Linked DNA regions of Mus musculus: regions 1, 2, 3 and 5 are each linked to region 4. The links are chromatin contacts, called in public Hi-C, HiCAR-type and promoter capture Hi-C maps. All regions are on one chromosome and are shown on one strand. Each heading gives the region's core, a stretch centred on a gene start, on an enhancer-like site or on the middle of the called end of the contact. The rest is flanking DNA. Distances are from core to core; before and after follow the strand shown.

Evidence for each region. Promoter capture Hi-C pulls out the DNA fragments that hold promoters and counts their contacts. A called contact is a pair of places that touch in the nucleus more often than the background predicts. HiCAR-type assays count read pairs that join an accessible place to other places.
Region 1: a contact with region 4 is called in a promoter capture Hi-C map of second pharyngeal arch cranial neural crest. The contact joins the promoter of 9530051G07Rik here to the promoter of Nbdy in region 4. A contact is called at or near these places in 5 of 39 promoter capture datasets (the 3T3-L1 cell line, cranial neural crest, frontonasal cranial neural crest and 2 more) and 1 of 484 Hi-C or Micro-C datasets (the N1E-115 cell line).
Region 2: a contact with region 4 is called in a Hi-C map of the N1E-115 cell line, with 11 times the contacts expected there. The contact joins the promoter of Rragb here to the promoter of Nbdy in region 4. A contact is called at or near these places in 8 of 39 promoter capture datasets (the 3T3-L1 cell line, 3T3-L1-derived adipocytes, the HPC-7 cell line and 4 more), 5 of 484 Hi-C or Micro-C datasets (the Ba/F3 cell line, the HPC-7 cell line, the N1E-115 cell line and 2 more) and 4 of 115 datasets of contacts at active chromatin or transcription factors (embryonic forebrain and embryonic stem cells).
Region 3: a contact with region 4 is called in a promoter capture Hi-C map of embryonic stem cells, with 2.7 times the contacts expected there. The contact joins the promoter of Foxr2 here to the promoter of Nbdy in region 4. A contact is called at or near these places in 3 of 39 promoter capture datasets (cranial neural crest, embryonic stem cells and hippocampal neurons).
Region 5: a HiCAR-type map of astrocytes shows a contact between it and region 4, with 3 times the contacts expected there. The contact joins the promoter of Usp51 here to the promoter of Nbdy in region 4. A contact is called at or near these places in 6 of 39 promoter capture datasets (the 3T3-L1 cell line, the C10 cell line, cranial neural crest and 3 more) and 3 of 115 datasets of contacts at active chromatin or transcription factors (astrocytes, embryonic forebrain and embryonic stem cells).

Annotation. Positions count from the first base shown.
Region 1 is chrX:153,036,056-153,040,392 of GRCm38.p6, reverse strand. It overlaps 9530051G07Rik (RIKEN cDNA 9530051G07 gene), which reads right to left and starts at 2,764. Exons shown (of 4, transcript NR_040272.1): 1 at 2,699-2,764; 2 at 1,609-1,954. Mageh1 (melanoma antigen, family H, 1) reads left to right here and starts at 2,830. Exons shown (of 1, transcript NM_023788.3): 1 at 2,830-4,227. The coding sequence starts at 3,055. The coding sequence ends at 3,711.
Region 2 is chrX:153,137,889-153,142,046 of GRCm38.p6, reverse strand. Rragb (Ras-related GTP binding B) reads right to left here and starts at 2,089. Exons shown (of 11, transcript NM_001004154.2): 1 at 1,472-2,089; 2 at 650-683. The coding sequence starts at 1,563.
Region 3 is chrX:153,117,340-153,121,632 of GRCm38.p6, reverse strand. Foxr2 (forkhead box R2) reads right to left here and starts at 2,845. Exons shown (of 4, transcript NM_001034894.3): 1 at 2,783-2,845; 2 at 2,543-2,618.
Region 4 is chrX:153,721,671-153,725,939 of GRCm38.p6, reverse strand. Nbdy (negative regulator of P-body association) reads right to left here and starts at 2,386. Exons shown (of 4, transcript NM_027327.1): 1 at 2,003-2,386; 2 at 99-235. The coding sequence starts at 107.
Region 5 is chrX:153,004,615-153,009,243 of GRCm38.p6, reverse strand. It overlaps Usp51 (ubiquitin specific protease 51), which reads right to left and starts at 2,775. Exons shown (of 2, transcript NM_001137547.1): 1 at 2,700-2,775; 2 at 1-1,955. The coding sequence starts at 1,832.

The sequences.
Region 1 (4,337 bases), core at 1,515-4,014, 690 kb after region 4:
CAATGACAGGGAATGGCACCTACTCCTCAATCCATTGGTGTGGCACAAGGGAGAACAGCATCAAATACACCCCAAATTAATTTACCAAGTAGGAAGTACTAGTACATTTTCCTTAAAAAAAGAAACTTCAGTAAAAAAAAAAAAAGTGAACGTTGGTAATTACATTCTCATAAATAGCATCAAAACGGAAACAAATTATTGTATATTTTAATTATAACTATATATTACAGTATATAATCACAAATATGACAAATCTTTAAGTCCAGGAAACCTTCTCTAAAGGCTCAGGGATCACCGTGGAAGAGGTGGCAGAAAGACTGTAAAGAGCCATCGGATCAGAGAGTTAGCTGTAAGAGTCTGTCTCCTAGGAATGTCAGAAGCCATACCCATCAAGTCTCTCCGACATGACAGTGTGAACGATGAGCAAGGATGAAACCAATGAACACAGAGAATGTACATGAGGTCTCAACCCTACACAAAGAACTGCAAGTGGTTAAGGACATCTGGGAGCAGAAATACTCTTTCCAAGGGGAGAGCACACCAACTGCTTGTCCAGTGCTAAATGATCAGCTCCCAAGCCATACATCCAAATGGCATTGCACAGACTGAACACGTTATATTTAGGAATATATACCTATATGTATATACATATATTCAGGGAATAACCATTAGTGGGGAAAAAAAAGAAGCCTGAATTGGAAGGACAGTATGGGAGGGTTTATGGGACGGTTTGGAGGGAGGACAAGGAAGGGAGAATTGCTGCAATTATAATCTCAAGAATGAAAAGAAAGACTGAAAATATAGTAGTATTTAGCATTAACTTTCACAGAGATAGGAAGCAAGCTGGACAGACCAAGCCAGAGAGATCAGCTTTTTCTGTATAGAACAAATCAGAGGACTGGGATGTTCAATAAACTCATCAAAGGCTTGGAACAGATACACACCAGCCCCAAACTCTTGTTCCCAGTTCTGATTTCAATGACTGTTTCTCTCCAGCAGGCATCTCCTTTCTACCCGCGCACAGGTGTCTGAGCCTCACTGGGTCAAGTTGTGCTGGCAATGCTGTTGCCAGTGACACGCATCACCCACCACAGAGTTCATTCGCTAGATAAGGCCATATCCTGGTCCACAAACTCTACCAAAAAGCTGGGAGCTGCCAAAGTCTATGAGCCCCACAGGGTTAATTTCCCAGTAGGATTCCCAGCTGAGACACTGTCAAACACATGCTTCATCCCTTCCAGTGAAACAAGCAGAAAATATCCATTTACCTTCCAAGAACTGAGAGCACATATGAGGGGCGGGAGCAATGGCTCAGCAGTTAAGAGAACACTTGCTGCTCTTCCAGAGGAATCGAGTTAGGTTGCCAGCACCCATAGCGAGCAGATCTCAAGCACCTCTAACTCAGTCCCAGGGGGTCCCACGCCCTCTGCTAACCCCTCGTGTATACAGCACACAGGGCACAAGCACACGGGGCGCGCGCGCACACACACACACACACACACACACACACACACACTCACACCAAACCATTTTTTCAAAAACGGAACACATGTAAAATCTTTCCACCACATATTCCCTCAAGGCGCATTTCTTAAATGCCACTCTCACCTGCTGCTGCTGCTTGCAACGCACTTAGAGGCAAATCTGTGCTTACTAGGCAGTAAAGGCTTTTCGTTGAATTCGCACAACTCTGAAGCCAGTGCTTGAGTTACATCCACTTTCAAGGGGGAAAGCCAGGCTCAGAGAGGTGAAGGATCTGAGCAAGTTCACGCTTCAAATGACACAAGAAAAGCAGCATGCCTGGCTATGGGGCCTCCCTTGGGGGAGTAGGAACTGACTCATTACTCTTTGGGGCAGGCCGAAATGAACTTGAGCGAGCGAGGAAGCTGCCTGGGAGAAGCAGGTGGTACTTAGAGAGTGGAGGATGGAGGGGAGGCATTTCAGGCAGAGGAACCTGAGCAGAGAGAAGGAGTGGACAAAGTTCAGAGTGTGCACCGAGGGGAGCGAGTCGAGGCAGGTAAGCTGGCTGGCCGGCCTAGAAATCCAGGATCCAACCGCACCATACCATCTCTCTGCTCCCCATTCCCACCCATTGTCTGAAGCCTGCCTGTGGTCTCCCTTCAAATGCCTTTCTGTCTCTCAGTCCCCATGGCAACAGCTCACTTTCATCCAGCTGCTTCTTATTCTAATTGCTTCCTCTGTGGCCTGCCAGGAAGTACTCTGGCCTCCGTGAGGCTGCGCAAATCTAAGCCTGATCTTCTCACTGCCCCCGCTTAATTGACCAGGCGAACACGTAGCAGGGTACAGGCTCTGCGTCTCCTGCGCACTGCTGCCTCCCCTCACCCACCGCTTTGGTCATTAAGTCTATTCTTCGGGTCCCTGATGGGCCCACGAATTAATTAGCCACACATAAACGCCTTCTGAAAACCCAGGCGGGAGAGTGAATATGCTGTGTAAGCCAAGGCAGCCAAGGAGGGCTGGGGTCAGCTGACCTCTTGCAAGCCTGTGCCCCGCCGCACCCCTCCCCCACCCCACCCCACCCCTCTCAGCCCGCCTTTGGTGAGACTGGAAGGGCCCACTGCTTGCCAAAAGCTATGAACCAATAGGATAATGTGTGCACCTGCCTAAAGAAGACCGACATTCTCTTGCGCGCAGGACAAATCCCTGCAACCCCCCGCCCCCTAGCTGTCTTAACTACCATTGTGGGACTCAAAATGCAGCCCGCTCCTTTTCCTTTCGGCTAGCGGAAGTTCCTGTGCGGGAGAGTCCCACTTCCTCTTGGGTGTTTGGCGTGTGCGTGGCAGGAGGGGCGGGGCCAATGCTGCTCTGGTTTCTTGCGCGCTTGGCGCTACAGGGAGTGCGGGCGGCGACTCCTTGCGCAAGTCAGCTTGCCTGGGAAAGGGCTTTGTGGCTGAAAGCGACTGGTTCCTTGCCACAAAGGCTCCGCTGGCGTTTGCGGTTCAGCGGCCGTCCCTGAGTAAGATAGCCACTTTTCTCCGACGCTGCCAATAGCCTTCTCCAAGTGCTGCAGGCTTTCATCGCTTTGCAGGAGCCATGCCTCGGGGACGGAAGAGTCGGCGCCGCCGGAACGCAAAGGCAGCTGAAGAGAATCGCAACAATCGCAAGAGCCAGGCCTCAGAGGCTTCAGAGACCCCGATGGCGGCTTCTGTAGCCCCGAGCACACCCGAAGAATACCTGAGCGGCCCGGAGGAAGACACAAGCACCCTGGAGAAGGCCTCCAGTACCCCTTCAGAAGCTTCGAGCACTGCCCTAGTGCAAAAGCCGGTTACCCGGAGCAATTTTCAGGGCACCAAGAAAAGTCTCCTAATGTCCATATTAGCCCTCATCTTCATCATGGGCAACAGCGCAAAGGAGGCCCTGGTGTGGAAAGTGCTGGGGAAGTTAGGGATGCAGCCTGGGAGGCAGCACAGCATCTTTGGAGATCCGAAGAAGGTCGTTACAGAAGAGTTTGTGCGCAGAGGGTATCTGATTTATAAGCCAGTGCCCCGCAGCAGTCCAGTGGAGTATGAGTTCTTCTGGGGCCCTCGAGCACACGTGGAATCTAGCAAGCTGAAAGTCATGCATTTTGTGGCAAGAGTTCGGAACCGATGCTCCAAAGACTGGCCATGTAACTATGACTGGGATTCAGATGATGATGCAGAGGTTGAGGCTATTCTCAATTCGGGTGCTAGGGGTTATTCTGCTCCATAGAGAGATCCTAGGCAAACCCTTAGGAGTGGAAAAGAGAATCCAAAGTATCTGCTCCATGGAGTAGATAGGCAGGGTCCTGAATTCAAAAGGTTGTGGAGGGTGGGGAGGGCACTGTATTTGGTATTTGTGACCAGTGCTAATTGTTAAACTGCAAAGTAGTGTTTGCTATAGATATTGTTATCTTGTATTCATTTTATAACACTGTTGACTAAGAATCACAATATGTTTAAATATATACTTGAGGAAAAGTTTATGTTATTTTTTTCTGTCGTTGGCATTTGATATTAACAGCTGTGCTAACCTTATTAAATGAAGTCTTTGTGTCATGTTGTGTGATGGATAGAAAGTACCACTGAGAGGCTGTTCTTTGAAAGTTTGGAATAACCAGTAAAGTGTGAGTGGAAGAAGATTACAGATTTGTTCTGTCTTTCCCTTGTGTCTGATGTCTTGTAATGGAACACATTTGTAAATATGCTCACTGTGCAAATAGTATAAATAAAAGCATAGTAAACAGAATGTTTTGTTCATTTATTGTCCACCTGTTAAATGAGGACCAAATTTAGATGCTGGGAATAGTCCTTAACAGAAAGCATCTAGTTTCCAAGAAATTTCAAGATTGTGGGAGG
Region 2 (4,158 bases), core at 840-3,339, 580 kb after region 4:
TTCACAGTTCCTTAAGCTTCTACTTTTCCCCTCCTAATTATGTAGAAATTTCTGGCATTTTTTTAGGCATCCTTGTTGACAGCAACTTCAGACATTCATCAAAAAAAAAAAATCCTCCTAGCAAACTTGAGGCCCAGAATTAAATTTTAGATAAAGTCAGGCTAAAAATATGGGAGCTTTTTTAACCTTACATGGTGAGGATAATTATGTTTGTGGTGTACAGGGAGTTTATTCATGTAAACTTCCTAATATCCCTATGAAGGTTATTACCAGTACTTCACAAGTGATACTAAATCCCAAAAAGGTCAAGAAATATTGCTCCTGAGCTACAGTCTTAGGGATATTGTCTAAGTCCCAATAAAAGTGCAAAGCAAAGCAAAGAACATCCAATTCCAGCTAGAAAAAAAAATTGCACGTAACATTTGATTTGGGTTAAAGAATCAGTGCACACACAGAGGGCTGTGTAATATTTGTATCTGGCTTGACTCCATGAGATTAATTTTAGACAAAGTAAATCTGACAGTAAATAAGGGGATGAGTGTCTCAAAGACCCCATAGATTCTTGCCACAATCCAGAAAAAGCCAGATTCCCTGAACTGCAGCTTCTTACCTTTTTCTTCATGTTACTGATGTAGCTAACACATCTTACCTTTTTCTTCATGGCTGCATTTGGCATTGCCCACCTGTAGATATAAACCAAAAGATGGTGTTTTCGTGATCTAATTGCCGGGGGCGGGGGGTGGGGGGGGGGACACACAAGTAAACTGAAAGATGCAGACGAATATTCTTTAAAGCAGCTAAGTATGGATGAGACCTCTTTTCAGAAGTCTTCATTTTCCTAAATTATAAAGCTGGGTTTATGCTCCCTGTTTCCTTCATCAGCTCGGGAGACGCTTCCTAGGATGGCATATTTAGGAATAGAAACCATTTAAATTCAAGATTTGATATTTTGTCATAAAGCTGAAGCAACACTCTGGGTACTTTTATAAATCAAACAATATTGTCATAATCTGAATACTATTTTTTTTAAATTCATCTCCGTATTTTTCAAATCTAGAAGCATCTTTGGACCTTCAATCGTCCTTCCAAGCTGTATTTCATTCATTAAAGGCACAAAGTACATATAACGCAGTTCTCAAATAGGCATATCGCACTATACGTCATTGGTCAGCAAATGTCTGTCCTTTCCTTTTTTATCATCAACAAGGTGATAACATCAAATAACCTTTATAGAAAACAGAAAACAACTCAGAACTGTCTCAATTAGAAGACTACGCATAAACCAGGAATCCCACATCCAGGCAAAGGGTGTTTCTATTCTGTTTTCCGTCATCAAGGGCATGATATCAATCAACCATATTGGTAAATTAAAGCAATTCATCACTGCAGGTTAGAGGTTGTTGCATCTCACAATACTCTTTACAATTAGCATGCCCTCCCTCCCAGGTGCAACATAATCCCCTTTACCCACCCAAGCGATCCTTCCGGCTCCCCTAGAGGAGGCTCCACTTTTGGGCCCACATTCTCTTTCTCTGTCTTTTTCTCGGAGTCAGATTCTTCCATCGTGCAACAAGTCCTTCACAGTGCCTTCTAAATCCGCAGTACCGTTCTTCTGGCTCACCTGCCTACGCTCAGCACCCAGGGCCCGCGGGGCCTGATCTATCCCTGCCTCCGCCTTTGTCCACTGGGGGGCCGCTTTTCCCACAGTTACCTTTACCGACCCGAACTTAGTCTCCAGGCACAGCCGAGCAGGCCAGCCCAAAGGAGCAAGCGATTCGATTCGGTGCGTGCAAAGGAAGAGATGGAGGAGAGGGAGGGCAAGGTGGATGAGGAGTTGGTCCCGAGTTTGGGCCTCACTCGCCAAGGTCTCAAGACCCAAAGGTAACTTGGTCAGCTTCTGTACAGACTGCAAAGGCTGAGATAACGGAATGAGCGGAGCGGAGCTGCAGAAGCAAAGCGGTCACTGCCTGGTGGCTCCTCCCGACCTCGCTGCCAGTCACGGTCCGCCTGAGGATGCTCTTACTTCCGCGCCCGCCCTTCAGGAGCGCAAGAACCTCACCGCAACCACGCTACTGCAGGCCAGGATCACGTGGGAACCTGCCGTAGTCCCAGGGCCTGTCACGTGCCGCTACCCTTTTGGGGGGGCCCTGGGTTTGCTTGGAAGAATACCATAGAGACTGCTTTAGGAAAGCCAGAGTGCCACCCGCCATCACGTGGCCCGGGCTCTCATTTCCGCGCCATTGGCCCTTAGGGCGGCCTGCGGGCACCTAGACACTGATGGACGCGGCCCCGCCCACTCGCTGCTCAGAGTTAAAGGAGAAGGTTGCAATTTCAGCACCTGCCAGCTAGCCGTTTTCACTACTCCCTATGATTAGGGCCCTGTGCATTTTTGCATTTTGGTAACTTTTCTTCCCGTTAATCCTTATGACAGTTCAAGTAATTAAAAAAGCAATCCATCTAAAGTGTTTTAAACTGTCTTTCCCATAGAAAACTCTCAATAAGTTGTTATTGCCAGGACCAGAACCACACGGAGGGTTTAACACGTCCGCCACTTAACTTTTAAAAGTTGCAAACATAATTTTAAAGTTTCTGATGATCATCATGAGATACTTGCTACATACAGAGTTTTATGTGGAGAAGAAGTGATTTGTCAACCAGCTCTCAAATCTCAACGCAGCAAGTTCCAACCTCAATGACCTAAGAGCTTCTTAGGCTTGGAACTCTTTTAAATGTGACACCAAGGTTACAGGCTGGGAAAAAGAGTGGCATAGGTTGATGCTCCCTTGAAAGACTGAATTTGCCATTCACAGTTTGTAATGGCCTCAACTTTCTCAGCTTATAGGTAATGTCCTCCAGAGGTCTTCCCAACCCATACTCTATTAGAGTACAACAGTCTTTTGAACCTGCAGTAGTTATTTTCTGTTGTATGCTTTTTAATTCATAATATTCCTTTGTAGTTTTTCTTTTGTTGTTGAGATTATACTGTAGACACATTTCTTTTTTCCCTTTTTTCCCTCCAAACCTTGTCATATAAACAACTCTCCTTGCTCTTTCAAAGTCATGGCTTCGTTTTTCATTGGTTGTTGTTATATGCACATATATGTATATACATATATATTCCTAATATAACCCGCTCAGTCTGTATAATAATCTCATATATATGTTTTCAGGGCTGAGCAGTTGGTATTGAAGAACCAGACAGTGTATTCTTCCCTAGGGAAAATTATTTCTCCTGCTCTGGGCATTCCTTGGTTGCCTGTAGTTCTTTGTGTAGAGTATAATACTTACTGACATGGCAATAATCTTGTTTATTTGATCTCTGAGTATAGGATTTCTATTTAAACGCTATAAGGACAAGCACTTACTTTTGAAAAATGTTCTCCTATACACTAGGTTCACAGACCAGAATGTGTGTATATACTCGATATTCACTGAGTACTGTTTTTTTTATAAAGATAAGAACAAATGTGTTAAGGAATTTCTGATTAATAACAGAAAGGAGAAAATGTATGATAGTTCTTTAATATCCACAACACATGAGTGTATTTTGAGAATGAGCATGCCTAGACATTTTTAGGAAGTAAAGCCAATGAAAAGAGAGGAAACAATTGCTACAAAATTTCTGGAGAGGAGAAGGAGAGGAAGCTAGAGCACAGCTAGCAACATTCCTTCTGGATAGAAGACAAAAATTCTATGGAGACATGAGTAGGAGACAAGAGTAGGCATGGACACAAAGCAGTCTCTAGAAGTTGATGATAGGTGGTGTATATGGGAAACTATCCCAGCTATTGTATTCTATTATCAGTGTTGGAAAAGCAAGATCATTTTGGGAAATTGGCCGAGATGTTAACCATTTGAAAGATAAGCAAAAGAACAGCATAAAGAAGCATGCCGCAAGGATTTCTGTTCGGTACTGAAAGAACAATTAAGGTTGGAAATAGTAAGATGGTATGGCACACATGCATGGATTGGTTTGGGGGTGTGTTTTTTGCTCTAAATGTAATCAACAACCTTAGTGGAGATGATTATAAGACAGGCTAGGTATGACCTCTGAATCTTCTTCCAGGGCTTTTGAAGTTTAAGTAGGAAACAAGGATAAGGAGTCAAGAAATTTATAAACACTCATCTTCACATGTTCAGTGGATGCTCCTGTGAGTA
Region 3 (4,293 bases), core at 1,596-4,095, 600 kb after region 4:
TGGAGCCCCTCTTTCCCATTCTGTAGGCTGGCGCTTTGTCTGAATGATGGTGTCTTTTGCTGTGCAAAGGCTTTTCAGTTTCACAAGGGTCCATTTATTAATTGTTGATCTTAGTGCCTGCGCTGATGGTGTTCTGTTAAGGAAATTGTCTCCTGTGCCAATGAGTTCAAGGCTATTCCCCACTTTCTCTTCTATCAGGTTCAGTGTATCTGGTTTATATTGAGGTCTGTGAGCCATTTGGAGTTGAGTTTTTTACAGTGTGCTAAGCATGGATCTATTTGGATTCTTCTAAGTACAGTTACCCAGTTTACCAGAACCATTTGTTAAAGATGCTGTCTTTTTTCCCCACTGTGTGTTTCTGGCTTTTTTTTTTTAATAAAAAAAATCAGGTGTCCAAAGGTGTGTCTTCAATTCAGTTCCATTGATCAATGTGTCTATTTTTTCCCAATACCATGCTGTTTTTATTACTATAGTTCTGTAGTACAACTTGAAATCAGGGGTAGTGATACAGCCAGTAGTTGTTTTATTGTTTAGGATTGTTTTAGCTATCCTGAGTTTTTTTTTGTTTTGTTTTGTTTTGTTTTGCATTTCCATATGTACCTGAAGATCGTTCTTTCAAGGTCTGCGAATAATTGAGTTGGAATTTTGATGGTGATTGCATTGAAACTGTAGATTACTTTTAGTAAGTTGGCCATTTTTATTGTATTAATCCGACTGATCCATAAGCATGGAAGATCTTTCCATTTTCTGATATCTTTTCAATTTCTTTCTTCAAAGACTTGAAGTTCTCATCATACTAGTCTTTCACTTGCTTAGTTAGAGTTACACCAAAATGTTGTATATTTTCTGAGGCTATTGTGAAAAGCGATGTTTTCCTGATTTCTTTCTCAGTCCCTTTGTCATTTGTATATAGGAGGGCATCTGATTTCTGCGAGTTTTGTATTCAGGTACTTTCCTTAAAGTGTTACAATAGGAGTTTCCTGATTGAGTCTTAAGGGTCACTTAGGTATACTGTCACATCATCAGCAAGTAAAGACACTTTGACTTCTTTTCCAACTTGCATCCCCTTGATCTCTTTTAGTTGTCTTACTGCTCTAAGACGTCTGACTTTTAGAGACTCCATTGAGAAGCCGAGTGTAATTCTAACAGCTCTGCCTTTATATGTTACTTGGTCTTTTTCCCCCTAGCAGCTTTTAATAGCCTTTATCATGTACATTTAGTCTTCTGAGTAGAGGGGGGCTTTCTTTTCTAGTCCAGTGTATTTGGGGTTTTGTATGCTTCTTGTAAAGCATATAGGCATTTCTTCCTTTAGGCTAGGAAAAATTTTCTTATATTATCTTGTTGATAACATTTGCTGTGACTTTCATCAGGATGCTCCTCCTCCCTCTAGTCCTATTATTCTGAGATTTGGTGTTGTAGTGTCCCAGATTTCCTGAATTTGTGCCAGGAGTTTGTGATATTTAATATTTTCTTTGGTCAATATATCTATTCTTTTTTCTATCCTGTCTTCAATGCCTGGGATTCACTCTTTCATTTCTTGTATTCTGTTGGCAAAGCTTCTTTCTCAGGTTCCTAAATTCAAGGTCCTCAATTTTTAATTTCCAGATTTCTCAGTTTGGGTTTTCTTTATTGACTCTTTTTTCCTCATTTGGGTCTTGAGGTGTTGTTTTAGTCATTTCTTTTCGCTGCTCGGTTTTCATAGATTTTTAGAGGGGATTTATTCATTTCGTCTTTAAAGACCTCTATCATATTCATAAAGGCTGTTTTAATGTCTTTTTCCTGAGCTTCAGCTATGTTGGAATATTCAGAGCCTGCTGTGGCAGGGTAGCTGGGCTCTAGTGGAGACACACTGTCCTGGCTGTTATTGAGTGTGTGTGTGTGTGTGTGTGTGTGTGTGTGTGTGTGTGTGTGTGTGTGTCTGTTTTCTAGGTCTAGGCCCCTGGAATTGGGAACATCTTAATTCTAGATGCTGATATCTGGTCTTGTCTTTCTGGTTCTTAAAAAACTGCTGTGCCTGTGTAGGAAATTCTCCTGTGGTCTTGATAGATTTGGCCACTGGAGCTTCCAATTAAAATCTGTTTCTGGGTATTGGGAGCTGACATGTAGAAATGGAGATGGGCTAGAGGAGGTGAGGGGGGGTCCACAGGAGGGAGGAAATCAGGGTGTACTACCAGTATCTGCTTAGTCCCCTGGGACTGGGGGCAGAGAGTGAGGAGAGGTCACAGCCGAAGGTCTGCTACAGATCTGGGGATGAAACTGGGGGTTGGACTTGGAGGAATGGAGGGAGAGGTGGAGGTCTGGAGTCAGCTTATTTGTTTCCCTGGTCTGAGTAGCCATTGAATTCCTAGGGAGTGCCTGCAGGTGTTGGGGGCTGGGACAAAAGAATGAATGGGTGGAGAGGTTAGGAGGGCAAGACCTGGTGATCCACTGGTGATGGGGCAGAGGGGGAAGGGAGGCTGCAGCAGGTGTTCTGCTACAGAGCTGAGGATGTGACCAGGGGGTTGGATTTGGAGGAACAGGGCTAGAGGTGAAGTTAGCCTACCTGCTTCCTTGGCCAGAGTAGTGGGAGCATTCCCAGGGAGTGCCAGCTGGAGTCAGACGCTGGGATAAAGCAATGACTGGGGAGAGAGAATAGGAAGCGAAGATCAGTGGGATCCATTGGAGATGGAGGCAGAGGGGGAAGGGAAGCTGCAGCAGGTGGTCTGCTGCAGAGTTGGGGATGAGACTGAAGGATTGGATTTCGAGGAGCAGAGAGAGAGGTGAAGATCTGCAGTCAGCCTACCTGCTTGCCTGGCAGGAATGAATGGCCTTTGGGTTCCCAGGGAGTGCCTGCTGGAGTTGGGGTCTGCAATAAAGCAATGAGTAAGGGAAGGACGTTAGGAGGGGAAGATCTGTGCCATCCAAAGGAGGTGGGGGGCGGGGAGGGAAGGGAGGCCTCAGCAGGTGCTCTGCTGCAGAGTTAGAGATGAGACTGGGGGGTGGGGGGGGGAGGTGAGGGGTTGGCTGTGGAGGAGAGCAGGGATAGGTGAAGAGCTGCCAGTCAGCTTACCTGTTTCCCTGGTAGAAGTGACCCGTGGATTCCCAAGGAGAGTCTGCTGGAGTTGGGGGCTGGGATAAGCATTGTCTGGGGGATGGGAGGCTAGCAGCAGGTGTTCTGCTGTTGGGCTGGGGAATGAGAGGGGGAATTGGATTTGGAGAAACGGAGGGAGAGGTGAAGATCTGCAGTTAGCCTATCTGCTTCCCTGGAAGTAGTAGCCTCTGAGTTCCTGGGGAATGCCTGAAAGAGTTATTTTCTGACTCCCAAATGTACAATATGTACAAGTGTGCACATGCATGCGTATACAATAAATAAACACTCCTCCCCCCCCCATTGGTAAATGAAAACGTCATAGTCAAAGAAGAGATCAATGAACTGTACATATCCGCAGTCAAAGACTCAGTCAACATAAAGCAGGAATCATAACAATATAGAAGCACAGTCAAGAGAAATGGGGAATATACTGAGATTTACATAACATTCCTCTATAACTTAAAAGAATTAACCTATAATTCTCTAGATTTGAATAATGACATTTGGTACATTTTCATACCAAAAACTAACAGCATAAAACTCATAGATGCAGTGAGTAAAAACCTCATAACATGAAGGAAAAAAAAATATAGGGAAAGGCTAATATAGGGGCGTGCTGGTCTTTGGAATTTCCGAAAGGCCAGATACATTCTATTCCTGACATGTTATTTATCTAAAATAATCTCTCAATATTTACAGGATTGTTTCAAATGCACTACATCACAATGATGAACAAATTTTGTTCCCCTGCCAGTAGAATCTGGACTTCAGAGAAGTGTCCTTAATTAAAAAGAAGACAACAAATTCTACTCTTCTGCAACAGTGAAACAATAGTAAATACTGATGCAGAGGCTGTGTGTCAGAAGCAGGCTAATCAATGATGTTAAGACTTTATTTGATAAAGTCAGAGTGCTGGCATAAAGCTACTGGTTTGTTTTACAATGACTGTAGTGATGATACCAGAGGCTGTAGCTGTCTGTGATGCAAACTTGCTGTATAATTTAGATAACTTGAAAATCCCAATACTTCTTTTCTTTGAGAAATTTTCTCAGTAGTTCATATGAACTCTACTGAGACCTTCCTACAGTATGATGGCTGAATACTTGACTCTACTCCCAGAAGGTACTGAGACCTCTATGCAGGACACTTACTACAAGGTAGCATTGCCTTCTTACACATTTAAAATTAGAAATAATACATATATAATACATGGAATGTACATA
Region 4 (4,269 bases), core at 1,137-3,636:
GCTAGCATTTGGGGATTTGTCTGATTATTTTTGAACATGCCATTATCAACTCCTTCTTCCTCCTTCTCGTGCATTTTTATTTAAAAAAAAAAAATTACCTTTAGCATCACAACTTCCAGGAGCAAGACACCAGCAAAAGCAGGGCAGCATTGGAAAGAACCTTCATGGTCTTCAATGGGTGAACTATTTTACAAACGCACCAAGGAAATGAAGCCATACTGCAGTCCCTCACAAACTGGAAAACAGTAAAAGAAGGTGAAGTCCTTTCTTCTTCTGTCACTATAGTCTGTCTCATTTTCTTCTGGCCTTTTCAGTTCCTTATGTTCCTTTCAGCTCCCAATTCAATGGTGCATTCCTATTCAATAACTGGGTCCACAGAATTAGGGGGTATGTTCTGTACAGCAGCTCACAGCATCAATTCTGGAACCAATGCTTGCATTTTCTTTCTTAAGCAAATCTCAACAAGGCCATTTAAGTGTCTCACAACTTGTGGCAACTTATAGGCCTATACAAACATCCTTTAGTGGAGTTGTGATTAAACGCAAGCATTCGAAATCCTTTAGAAAAAGATGGCACACACACACCAACCACACAAATTCAACAAGTATCCGCCATTACAATTATGTATGCTTTAAATCACTGGGGAAAATTACGCAGCTCTTAAACACTTCTTGCCCTGAATAGCCCCCTTTGTTTCCTAGGTGAGCATTTCTTTCCCTATTGCCTGTTAAATTACCATTTTCACTCTGAATAGAGGTTTAAAAAAAAAAAAAAAAAAAAGAGGGAAGGACCGGCCTATTGGAATGACAATCAACTGCTTTTAGGTGAAATGAGACTCCATTTTTTTTATGCTTTAGCAACAAACCTGATACCCAGAATGTTCACTCAATAATATTCATTGATTAGCTCAAATATCTATTTTACTCCTGCTAAGTTTTGGTCATCTGTCCCCCACACCTCCCTGTTCAAGGCCTAACCACAGCAAGGGCTCCATAAAGATTGAAGATGAAGAAGAACTGTGAGCCTGAGTCAAACTTGTTCATTTGTTTTCTTTTTAACATAAGCCTCATTCAAATGAGCTATTAGTTCTGTGAAAATAAGAGTTAGAGTCTTAAAACACAAATAGTCCTTATTTGGAAATTTCCAATGCTACTCGTTCATCCAGAATAAACTGCGTACTCCTTAGCAAAACACTCAAGGCCTACAGCCCTGTATCACACTTCTCTCACAGACTTAGAATTACAGCCACGCTGCCCCAGAACAATCTTGCCCTCTGGCTTTCATTGTAGAAACACTAGGCCTAAAAAGCATCCTAACCCATATGGTAGATGTCACTCACCCTTTAAGGCCCACCCACAAATTCCCCCCTCCTCTTTGATGGCTCTTGAAGACTAACAGGCTCCATCAAGAGCCATCTCCATCCTCCATGATTCCTGAATACCTTGAACAAGCACATTTTTATGGTACTTGGGTTTGACCATCATATTATAACTTGTTTTCACTTACTAAATACCATCTTACACAGAAAAAAAAAAAACCCAGTTCTCAAAGCTCACTTTACAATCTCCTCTGGGCACAGGCATTAGGCCTTTAGTACATCCTTACACTTGGTCTTGGGCTAAGCATTTTTAAATGGAAAAAATTTCAATATATACACAAAAACAGAAGAGTATAGTAAATCCCCACCCAGTTTTAATTTATTAGCCAGGGAACATTGTGTTAGTATCTCACTATACCTTGGCCTGTCATGAAAATCAAAACACTGCAGTTTTTAAAATTACAATTAACTCATGTAAAATATCTTAATTACTCACCGCAATCAAATACCTATTTCATCCAAGCATACTTTTTTTTTAAAAAAAGAAAGACTTTTCAATGCCTGTACTTGTTTCTTTTCTCTTTGAATTTGTGGAAAGAACAGGAAAACAGGGAAGAGCTGGGGAAAGGCATAATTAAGTTTCAGAGAGCCTGGATGTCCCAGATGAGAACGAAAGAATCTGACCTGATTTCGGCTGGGAAAAAAATCTATTTCACTACTTCTCCGGAGGAGGAGGGTGCGACTTGAGTCCAGCAGATGCAGGAGGAGGCGCCGAGGGGAGAGTGCTACTACCTCCACTGGGAGTCCCTTCGGGATAATCCCACCGCGGAGCCAGGACACAGCGCTTTTTTGGAGGCTTGGGTTCCCGCGTATTTCCTGGTGGGAGCGTGGATCTCCCGGAGGCACAAGGTTGGTCCCCCATAGGTATGACAGGACCAGAGCGTTAGTTTTCTCTGGTGGGCCCTGGCAAGGCCGAGATCTGAGATGGCGGATCCCCTCCAGGCACGGGGCTGGCTTCCTCCTGGTTTCGCTGTTACCGTATTTCCTGTATCCTGAGACGTATATCCCTTCTCCGCCTCCTCAGCGCTCCGTTCCCCAGCCCACTTTAACCTTTCTACGAGAATGGAATGCAAAGAGAAAAAAAAAAAAAAAGGAGCGCATTTAATAAAGTGCTTTTCCACAGCACATCTCTCTCACAGTTTAATTAGTTGTATGGAGAGTTTTGTACAATTTAATTTAAAAAAATACTAATTTGCTGTAACTTGCCAACGGGGCAGGTGTTAATCAATGAGTGTGTGGCATGGTCGCGGGAGTGCTGTAACCAAAGAAATCAAGCGTTTTACACTGCAGTCCCTTACGCACAGCACATCACAGAGCCATGAAAGGGGTACAACCATCTAGGAAGCTGTGTACAAACACGTTGACTTATTGATTACAGTGTTAAAATTGAAAACCGGTTGTGGAAAATGGACGCACAATAAATTCATCATAAACCAAGACCTCTGTTTACTTTATAATTTTAAAATTTTGTCATCTTTGAAAATTCACTGTATTTTTTTTTCTCATTCCAACAGCCAAGATCTCTTTGAAAACAGACAACGGGTGACACTCCATGTTTAATCGGCAAGATTTTATTTCTTTTTTAGGGTTATGGAAAACAATGACTCATCTTACTATTGTGGTATGTTATATTCTATGTTATATGGTAAGGAACCAGAAACAGTTACCAGAAGGTTCACAAAACAGAGAAAAAGCTTCTGAATTTCTTTGACAGGCATCGCTCCATAACCTTAATGTCTCTGCCACTTGCCTGTGCATAAATGAAACCCCACTTTTCCACTACCACCCTCATTGGTTTATAATGGAGAAATCTCAATCTATAATGTCACACAAACTCCGAACCGCCTCCAAGCTCTGTTGTATTTTATTAATTGAATTATTGGAATTTGGGTTTCCACCTATGATAATTTATGTGCAAAATGATACCACATTAAGGATAATCCGTTCAAACCAGTTACTGCCATAGCTATCTCACACCTTTAAGATGGCTGCCTTCCCCCCAAGCACCCAGCACAGTCTCTTACATAAATAAGGTACCAATAGATATTTGGTAAGATTCAACAGCCCTACGGGTTTTTTTTTTACTAAAAAAAAATTAAAATCTAATAACATCACTTCTATTTTTGCCTTTCCTAACTCCAATATGTAATATGTGCCCCCAGTTAAGTCCTTACAGATCAGGGTATCAACTGCTACTACTAGAACCAGAAAATCCTAAGGGAAAAAAACAGTGAGGAATATTAGAGAGAATGCTTTAGAACCAGAAGAACATTTGTACTTAAACATGATAGCAGTCAACATCCTAGGAGTAATAGTTGAAGTTATGGGTGTGGGTACTATGCCAAGAAAAAAATAGAGACAGAAATAGAACTGAGTACAAATGGAATTCTGGTAGGTCATGGCAGATGGAAGAAAAGCTGTGACAAAGTTAAAGGAAAAGTAAGCAAAAAAATCAGAAGGCTGTAGCCTAGAATTTCTAAAACTTATGCTGATGACCTCTGAAAGTAGATGTTGTGTGTGTGTGTGTGTGTGTGTGTGTGTGTGTGTGTGTGTGAGAGAGAGAGAGAGAGAGAGAGAGAGATGGTGACCTGTCAGTACACTGTAGGGTGTTTAATAATATTCTAAGCTGTGACTCTACCAGTAGTACTTCTTGCACCTCAGTTATAATAACCAAAAATACCACAAAATATTGCCAAATGCCTTTCTGGGTAGCTGATCATCCTTAGTGAAAATAATTAATCTATGCCTTATCTTCTACGGTTGCATCTCATCGAATGTTAGTCCTTCACTCCAATGAACACTGCAGCTGTTATATTGTTCAAATTAAAGACCATATCAGTTCTCAAAATAATTAGCCTTGTGATCTTTTCATGCACGTTCCAACTAAAAAT
Region 5 (4,629 bases), core at 1,526-4,025, 720 kb after region 4:
AAAGTTCCATGGTGGTTAATTACTGCAAACAAAGAATACTTATTCTCACTGGGTACACACTCTGTTAATGGCTGGCCTTTCATTATGCTTTCTTTAGTAGAAGCCAAGAACGGGGTCATGTCCAGCTCCAAAGGAAACGAGATAAAACTATTAATCTTTCGTCTCTGTTTGCCTAAATGTTCAAATCTTTTCAGGTGAAAGCAGGCCACAATCGGTAATTTCTTCATTGTGAGCTGTTTGGTAGATTCCTGGTAGCTTTGGCATTGACTGCATTTGATTTTGGCACTGCTACCCAGGTCTTCGGGCCTTGTAAACCACTTCAGGCAATCTGTAAGTGAGATGACTCGTGGCTTCTGGCCATCCCTACTCGATGTGCTACTACTAGCCCTCCCTGGAGTATAAGGCCCAGGCAAATCCAAGCTAATGTCCCAGCATGGGTCTATGGTAGTAGAGACACCATGACAAACTTGACATGTTAAATCTGACTGCAGACTACCTGTAAAGATGTGATCTATGATGCAATTACAGCAGTTGGAGTTACCTTCCTGGTCGATACCATCATCTCTGCTGTGTCTATGCAACACATCCAATATGGCAATAAGAAACTCCTGAGCATCCTGTTGTCTGTAGCCTGCTAGATGCTCTGCATGGATCCATATCAGGTGTAGTAATTTATAGGGAATATGAGGACTTTGGTTCCCCGAGTACATAGCTTGAAAAAGTAAAGACATCTCGCAGACTAAACACAAGCTGGGGCTTGTCATCATACATTTGTGCTTATTTGAAAGGAAGAACTCTTTCAGTAGCGGAATGTGAGTAAGTACTTGGACAATACAATTCATAAAGCAAGTATTACCAAGATTAATTAATCCTCTGAAGCCTACAGTATAATACATTGTCTTTTTCCTCCTCTTTTTCTTGGGTTTTACCAAACTGGTCTCCTGATCTTTTGACTCGCAGGTTAATTGGTTTTCTTCCACCTCAGATGCCATCAACTGCTGATAAGATGCATCTCCTGTAGGGGATGATAACAGTCCCAGAATTTTTTCTTTTGTTTCTTTGGCGATCTTTTCTATATCTTTGTCATATACATAATCCCTACACATAAAGCAATATATAACCCCATGACAGAGGTCTACTGCTAAATTGTGTTGCGTTGTTTCGGCATGAATGTGAATATGTTTGTCAGTAAAGCATCCAAAAAATACACAGGACAGACAAGAGTGGAGTCTGTTCTTGTGAGTACTACATATTTGACAGATGCATGACTTTGCCTTACGTTTCCTAGTCTCCGGGGTTCCACTCCAAATGAAACGCTGATAGATCATCCGCAGGTTTCTCTGCCAGTTTTTAGCTACTTTAAAGCTCTCTACATGACAGCAGCCTGTGGGACCCTTATTAGACCCTACCTCCAGTAAACTGTTCTCTGAGCCATCTGAATCCCTAGAGGAGCCATGGTCACTAGAGTAGCTTTTCCGTGTTTGGGGTCTGGGTCCAGGCCTGGATCTACGTCTGGAATTGCGCCAGGCCACCGACCGCTGCTTGGGCAGGGGTGGAGGTGGCGGCGCTGGCGGGGGAGGCGGAGGTTTGGCGGGAGGCGGGGGTGGGGCCTTGAGCCCACGCCCTCCCCTGGAGCGGGACCTGGGCTGGGGCCGAGGGCGGGGCTTGCGGCGCGGGCAAACCGAGCTGGAGCTGGTGTGACAAGCAGCCGGGATAGAAGGGAGCACCTTCTCATAGCTGCCACTGCCCCTACTTGTTAAGTTCTCCGACGTGGGCTTGGGCTCCGGCCACAGCTCCGGCTTCATCTCCTGGGCTCCCTGTGTACCCCGCATCTCGATGCACTCTCAGCTGCCTGCTCCAGACAGGCTCCTCGACCACCTCCCGAACTCCAACAGGCGACAGAGCGGGAGGACCGGGACGCTTCTCGAACGTGGGCCATCGGCTCACTCCCAAGCCTGGGAAGAAACGCGTCTGGGAATGAGCTATGACTATGGGTGGAGGGAGACAGGAACTCGTGTGGACGGCCAGCCCGGCGTCATGGCCGCGGTGCCGTTAGCCTCAGCCCCTCCCCCTGCCGCGAGCCCCGCGCGCGGCCGCGGCTCCGCCCCTGCACCGGGGGCTCGCGTGGCGTGCCGAGCCCGAGCCCGCGGCTACCTGCTCCAAAGGCCGCCAGAACTGCTGGTACCGGGGAAGGAGGGGGGAAGGGGACTGTCCTGAGCTTTAGGGTGAAAAGGATGGCAACTCTTTTAAAAAGGCATAACCCGCTGTCTTTTCGGCGCTCTGTGCAGCCTCGCTTTGGCGCACCTTTTTCTACGTTCTTTCCTTGCATCTTTAAACCCCTCGAGTCAACAATGTATGTTAAATATGGCTGAAAGGAGGTTATCTTTGAAAAAAAACTGACTCAGTGGACGAAAGTGTCCCCTGCCTCCTTTCTTACCTATGCTTCCAGCCTCTACTCCTAAGCGCGCTTGCTGTGTGCCACGCTCGAGCGCCCTCTCTTGCTCTTTCGTGCCTGTGCCCTCACACCCCGTTTCTTGCTCCTGTCCTCTCATTTCCTAGGGTTTCCCCCAGAATTCAGACTCCCTTCACGCGTGACCACCCCCATCCACAGTACGCGACCCCCAAAGTGCATGCTCCCTCCCCGCAACCACCGCAGCTCCCCAAGCCCGCGGATTTGTAAAAAGGTCTGGGTTTGTTACCTGGGGCCCCAAGGCGCGCTTCATCTAGAAAGTCAGCTGCTGCTGCTGTCCAGGCGCTCCTCTGCCAGTCTTCTCTATGACCTCTCTTCGGGGCTGGTCACAAGGGGGCCGCCCCCTGGCCCCTCCCCTCTCCACGTATGGGCCCCCAGCCCCGGAATCAGGCCTCCAGCAGGGATGAATAGTACCGCTGTCCCCCTAGGCAGAAAAACCCCTTCTGAAAGGGATTCTACCAGAGGTAACAACAGCCACAGATTTTAGTAAAAGATCTTGGGAAGGCTCAGGCTTCATCTGGTTATGGCACTCTTAAAAAGAAAAAAAAAAAAGAAAGAAAAAAAAGAAAAAAAATAGAAAGAACGGGGGAAAAAAAAAACCCTGAAACAACAACAACAAAACTAACCAAGGTAGGGTTAGGGATTCACTAAGATGGCAAATTCTACAGTGTTCCTTCCGGAAGCTTTAAAATTAAAATCTCAAGAGTAAAGTGGAGAGGTTATTATTTCTGAGTGTTGGGGAGAGGAAAAATACGCATATGATTCAGGATAAAATAGACCTCAGCCCAGCAACATGCTGTTCCTACAGGGATAAACTGTAAACACTTAGAGCTCATCGGTCAAAGGTGAAAGATCCTAAGATGTTTACACAGAGTGGCAACATATACTTTTGGTCACCCCTTATATTAGTAACCCTAGTATTGGGTGTTCAGGTTAAAATCACTAAGTAGCACATTGCAGGGCGTCAGCACACTTAAGAACAATGCTATGGGTGAATGTGTAAACCCGGAAGAGGGTGATCGGCCTCACAGAGATCTTTCCAGAACTCAGAAATATTTTATCAAGTTCTCTCCACATATACCCACATACAGTGGCACAAAAATTGTGGGAGAAGTATGCAAATAAAAAAGACTGGAATCAGGAAAATATATATCTAAATATTTGCCACATTGTTTCAGAATCAGTTAAAAAATTCTTCCTACTGAAATCTATCACACTTCCCTATTCCAACCTGGGTCTCCACTCCTAGAGTTATCTCAATGCATTCAGGAAACCAACCCAAAGAGAAGATAGCAGCCACAGCTGGCCTGACACTTATTATGGGAACAGTATGATCAATCCCAAGTTGAATAACTAAAAACCATGGTTCAGTAGTATGAATGGGGAGCCCAAAGGGACACATTCCACCCACTTCCCAGACTTTTTGTCTGTATCCAAGGAATGTGAACATTACAAACAGAGGCTTCAGATTGACATATCACAGACACATTCTAAAACAGCAGTGACTCAAACAAGGGAAGCAGGAAGATGGTCAAAAATTTAAATAATGTAACTGTCTAACTGTAATTTGGAGTGATCAAACCAAACTTGTAGAATAATAAAACATACAAAATGACGACATTTCAGCAGTAGGCTGCTTTCAGGACCTATAGTCCTCCATCTCTCTGCCTCTCTGCATCTCTTTCTCTCTGTTTCTTTGGCTCTGCCTCTGTCTTACTCTTTCTCCTGTGTGTGAGTAGGAGGGAGAGAGAGACAGAGAGACAGAGACAGAGAGAGAGAGAGAGAGAGAGAGAGAGAGTGTTAAAACAGAGTGAAGTCTCTCTCAGCATTAACCTTTGCTTGCACACTGCTCTTATCCAGGCCACTTTGACTGATTCCTTGCATCACTCATTGGAGACTCCAGCAAATTAACATCCTCTCCATTAAGGGGGATGTGTGTGGGAACAATTTTGCTTCAAAGACCAACATGGTGTAGATGTGCAGACACTGGTAGCCAGGACTTCAGAAATGCCATGACTTTCTGTGGCTGTGGCCAGCTCTGTCAGACAAGAACCTTGCATTGATTAATCCTTACTCTCTGCTGTCCACAAGGGGGAAATGTCCATCACACTTTAAAACGGCAGACATTATATTGTATGATATGATGTGTGAGTTCAGCC